2 separate regions of the Siniperca chuatsi genome follow, and region 2 is linked to region 1. Evidence: chromatin contacts called from public Hi-C data. All regions are on one chromosome and are shown on one strand. Each heading gives the region's core, a stretch centred on a gene start, on an enhancer-like site or on the middle of the called end of the contact. The rest is flanking DNA. Distances are from core to core; before and after follow the strand shown. Region 1 holds the start of LOC122888753 (putative fibroblast growth factor 1). Region 2 overlaps LOC122888408 (NEDD4 family-interacting protein 1-like).

Region 1 (2,700 bases), core at 150-2,649:
TACTCTTTTTCTGATGAAACCAGCCGGGGAATCAGATCTGGATGGAGGCCAGGCAGAGCCGCCACATGACCAAACTTGTTTTCCGACCGAACATCACTTAGATTCTTTCTTTGTGGTAATAATTTCCAGATGCAGTGATGTAACTTTCACCTGGAATCAGTGCAAGGCCAGACAACAAAATAAACATGTGGACGAAGGACAGAAAATTTGCTCTAATGGTTTTACTCCCTGCTGGAAATGTTGCAAGTGCCAGCAGTAGTCTAATAAGTATATGCTACAGTTTGACACATCACATTGTAATCTACAAGTGAAACACAATAGCCATTTTCCTCACATTGTTTGAGGCAAAAATGTTTTGTATTAACACCCTGAATTCAGTTGGCTTTAGCTGACTACATTTTACAGTCAAACAAATCTCCAGCAGCCAAACACTTGAAATCTTTCCACTTGTGGAACTTGAATCCATCCAGCCCTGTCAGGCTTACCCTTGGACTGTCTGCTTCCTCAAAAGCTTATCCAAAAAACAATCAAGCCCACTTTAAAGCCACAATGTCAGTGTAATCTCAATATCCTGGAGGGTAGCGATCCCAGAGCAGCAGTGGCTGTCATTAAGTCTGTCCTGTCAAATAGAAAAGGAGCAGGGAAGCAGTGAAGGACCCAGCCAAGCAGTGGTACTGTACAACTCTGGTCTTTGTTATCATTTGTAGCCAGAGGTAGAGTATAACTGCAATAGAGCCAGGCTAGCCCACATCTGGAATGTCTTGGAGAGGCATAAGAAACAGAGGGAGGAAGAGAGGAATGAGAGAGGGAGAAGGAAAGTGAAAGACAGACCAGTGCAAAGCCACAAGAGGAATGTAAGGCCTACCCACTCACAGCCGACTTTTCCTAAGAACACGACCAGGACGTTGTATTACAGGCTTTGAGAAGCCAGTTAGAGCCAGACTGGTCCACAGGGACCTTTGGACAGAGCTTCTGGTGGGAATGACATTAAAAGTCCAACCATTGACCAAGTCAACGTTCGGAATGCGTGGGAGGAGAGATTGAACCAGTGTGTATGTTTGGATCGGGGGAAGATAGTTGAAGGGGATTGTGTTTGGGCTAAAGTAGAGTAAGATAGTACAGTAAGATCAGTATCACCTTGCTTTCCTGTCATCAAAGATCTGTTATTAATGAATCAGCAGAGGTGATTACTAGCAAGAAAAAAGTTCCCACACAAACAACAAAGCTCCTCTGATCTAGTGAGTCAGTCACCTACCTGTGAGAAAGTCATGTGACAGTGCCCCAGATGTGCCAGCATGTCCTTCTCTTTTCCTCTTTTTACTGAGGTTTGGGTGAAACCGGCTCCTTGTGCCTTTTGTGCCAAACTTTCTTCCTCTTTTCTCTACCAGAGAAGTGGCTGGACTATAGTGTGTATGCCTGTATTTGTACCCCCCCACCACCCTTCTAACAACGTCAGAGGACTCATTTTAACAGGCCAACGTCAGGACTAAAATTACTGCTCTAGACTAGAGAGAGACTGAGACAGTGTGACGCAAGTGTCCAGGCCGTGGGATCCAGCCAGAGCCTGGAAATGAGCAGGGCTGCCTGTCTGACTGAGCGCTGATACATTCTTATAGCACTGTCCTCCTGGAGACACTGGCGAGCAACACAATATAAACATTTATAAAAGACACAAAGCAGATGACTTCAGTTCCCAGAATTAATCTTACATAATGCCAGTACCTTAGCCCAGTGGCGACAGTGCAAAGGATAGTTGCTTTGCATTCCTGCAAAGTTAAAATATCTACTCGTCAAAAATAAAAACACATTTGACAATAAATAATCGCACATACAGTAAATGTCCTCAATACATACATGCAGGTACAGACATAAGAGGCATGAGGTCAGGGGACGATGATGTTTGATTTCAGATACAATACTTCATAAATGAAAGGCAGAATTTGTTTTCTGTTTTTAAAAAATGTAATTGATCATCAGTGCCACTCCGCCTCTCAGATTCCAGTTTTGTAATTAGGACCCCAACAGGAGTGAGCAAACGGCAATGCTGATATACTTTCTGGATAGTTTCTGTCTGCAAACAAACTGTGCTTCAGACTGTCACTGACATCCAAGCAGCTCCTGACAAGAAAAAGCCAAAAAGATATAACAGTATGAATGTAAGAAGAAATTGAATACAAACCTATTATTGTGATCAGAGAATAACTTTAACTCACTGGAGGATAAATGATGGTAGTGGTTTATAAATCATAATTTTGCAGGACACATTAAAAGCATTTGAATGCACTCAGTTTAAAAATATATATTTCGATACGTACTGTGGGGTGTTGACATTTCTCAAAATGATGAAAAAATGGCTTCTAAGAATGCAGCAATCTCAGTATCTATTTTTGCACACTTTCACTGTTGCTGTCTCGCACTTGCATGACAATAAACAGCAGCAGTGCGCAGGCTGAGTGAATTATTTACAGTGGTTGCCTCGCCTCTGTCTCATTCTAATGGAAACTCTTCTCTCTATAATTCATCCTCTACAGTACATCTGCATTTTAAAAACACACTTAAAATCATGAGACATAAGACAAAAAAGAGTGACTACACTGCCAAAAAGTGGAGAGCCTGACCTACTTTTCTTTCACCTGTTCATCGCTGAGCTTGTTTGCTGGAAATAGATGCTTTACCTCTATGTACCAGGAGATGGCAGAA
Region 2 (2,700 bases), core at 197-2,696, 110 kb before region 1:
CCATTTTAGTTGTGCTAGATATTCAGGTTGCAGGGTACCACTACACAACAACTTGAATTATGTAGCACTCAATCATATAAAATCAGAGAACTGTTCAAAGATAAGTATGTTGATATTAACTAAAAGGAGGAGCTATTTCTATTACTGCTGGATTTTAAACTTGCATACAAACATTAAAATCCAGCCATGCTGTTGTTCTCTGGGCTGCAAGCTCAGGTGTCTTGACTTTAGGAAAGTAATTTAAAAGATTGACAAAAGAAGCTTGATTCCCCCTCTCAAAATCATTAAGACTGACATTTTCAAATGATGTGGTTTTATCTCCAAAATGCCTAAATTAGAGAGATACATCAAGAAATTATATTCTGTCAGTGGATGATACATTGTTTTAGACTTTAACCAAGTTTAATTTGAACTCCTCACCCTCATGACCTTACTGGACCTAAATAAAAACACAATCTACCATGTTTAGTATTTAAGAGTGTGGCTTCGGTGTGTGGAGGCTTCGGAAATGTGGAGAGCCAACAGTCTTCAGCCACAGAGAGAGGACATCTAGCTGACCATGATGTTCAGTTACTGACATGAGATGTACTTAACCATGCTAAATTTAACACACATGAGACACGTGTGTGTGTGTGTGTGTGTGTGTGTGTGTGTGTGTGTGTGTGTGTGTGTGTGTGTGTGTGTGTGTGTGTGTCAAGAATCGAGATGATTTACTGCTGGTGGCTAAATTATACATGTCAGCAGTGTTTTTCCATGCAGTTGGAACAGGAAGTGAAGGTCACCCCACCTGGAAGACATGTCACACCAACTGAAACAGTCTTTGGTTTCACTGGAAACTTTTACAGTCACATAGTGACACATCATCTCGCCGGTCTCTCCACCCCATCATGGCTGGATATTGGCCTCTAGTGGTGCTCAGTTGATATGACTTTGACTCCATTCAGGTCATCTTTCACAGGGCATGGGGGGGACATGTCACTCAATTCACTAAAAGGATTATTTTACAGCATATGATTAAACTATTCCCAAGAGCATATGATGACAGGAAATTCTGAATTTGACACAAGTTTGACAACAGCATGTTGGTTGATATTTTTAACAATTGTTTCTCATCCCTTATGAACTATAGATTTTCTGTTTTTTTACTTCTGAGTTGCTGCACCACTGGTGATTTTTATTTATTTATTTATTTTTTGAAAATCAGATTTCCTGAAGTAATTTCTTCTTTTGCATTGTGCACTTTGGAAAAATAAAAACAGCTGCCGGTCAGAAATTACAGATGTTCAGTAGCTCTGGGCTGCAAATGTGAACTTTAAACGGTCTCAGCTTTAGAAAATTCATTACTTGAGTACTTTAAGATCATTTTGTGTTCATTTCTTAGATTTTACACAGCACAAATAGCCCGTAAAGGTGGGAGAGAGAAAAAGACAAATAGGGCAAAGGTCATATACCAGACCATCAGTGAACCACCACGTCACCACATGACCTTGGATAAACAAGCTTCATTTTGCCAGGTGCAGACGGGTTTAATCAATGACAGTGTTTCAGCTGTAAATTCTGGCAAAGCACACAAACAACAAAATTCCTTATCGTCCACATCTTACACAAATTCAGCCTCAATCCGCTTGAATCCTTCTCTAACGTCATTCCTCCTCTGCTCCAGCAGGGTCACCCAGTGCAGGTGTTCTTGTTATCCAGATGTCATTCATAAAATAACTCCATTGTGCCAAGAGCTGTCTGTGTCTTGTCAGCTGCCCTCGATTTACAGACGGAAGTATTTCTTGAAGTAATTGATGGGAATTATGTGTGCTAGCCAAGTGCCTGCACTGCTCGCATGTTTTAGCTATCAAAAGATAAGAGGCGGCTTTCTGATTTACAGAACCTGGGAGTGAGAACCTCTTTCCAAAGAGACAAGCTTTTCTTTTCTGGCTTCTGTTAGACTTTTTGTGCAAAGACAATTTGAATTTACAATAGCTGATAAAGGCATACGATATGTTTAGGAACCCCTCCTCCCCCTGAAAAAATAGGGAGACTAGGGGTCTTTAAACTGCTTTTTCCTATAAACTACTCAGGTTTGTTCAGAGGTTGTGATTTTTATGGTCAACAGGTAAATACTACACCAGGCTAGTTTAAAAATCTTTTTTTTAACCTTAATATGCAGAAAATATATATGCACTTTTTCGGGTCTGATATTTGTAATATGTATAATGCTATTTGTGTGATTTATCTGACTTGACTGCAGAATTTAATAAGCACTGAGTGAGTAAACTGCTGTTTGAGAATAGGCCTTCACAGCAGACATTTTGACTTGTCATAGTAGGAAAAGCACAGGTGTGTGTGATGGCTCTGTTGTATTCAAGTGTCCCAGTAAGTCATGGCAGTGTGGCAGTGTGACAGTAAGCCAGCATGCACAACACCAGGATCCTGAAACTGAAGCAGCTAAATGGAATTCAGACATCATTCATTTTATTATTTACATCTGTGTTTTTCCTACTGTGACATGTCAAAATGTTTTCTATTATAGATATCTAATATTATACTATGATAGACTAGTTTGATATTTTGGGGAATACGCGTATTTGCTTTCTTGTTGAGAGTTAATGAGAAGATGGACACCACTCGCTGGTTAGTTTAGCTTAACATAAAGACTAATCATTTTCTGTAGTCTCTGCTGGTTGCCTAGCAACTGGTCCCAGCCAA

The links. A called contact is a pair of places that touch in the nucleus more often than the background predicts.
Region 2: a contact with region 1 is called in a Hi-C map of liver, with 4 times the contacts expected there. The contact joins the enhancer-like site here to the promoter of LOC122888753 in region 1. A contact is called at or near these places in 3 of 3 Hi-C or Micro-C datasets (liver, skeletal muscle and an unstated tissue).

The regions. Positions count from the first base shown.
Region 1 is chrLG14:18,316,901-18,319,600 of ASM2008510v1, reverse strand. LOC122888753 (putative fibroblast growth factor 1) reads right to left here and starts at 1,399. Exons shown (of 4, transcript XM_044223568.1): 1 at 1,256-1,399. The coding sequence starts at 1,297.
Region 2 is chrLG14:18,429,732-18,432,431 of ASM2008510v1, reverse strand. It overlaps LOC122888408 (NEDD4 family-interacting protein 1-like), which reads left to right. Exons shown (of 7, transcript XM_044222828.1): 7 at 1-464. Among protein-coding and RNA genes, the nearest start is that of LOC122888408, 10 kb to the left of the region's middle. Within about 2 kb of position 1,446, the one cell type or tissue checked has an H3K27ac peak away from gene starts, as active enhancers do. A contact at or near this core is called in liver, where this site is marked.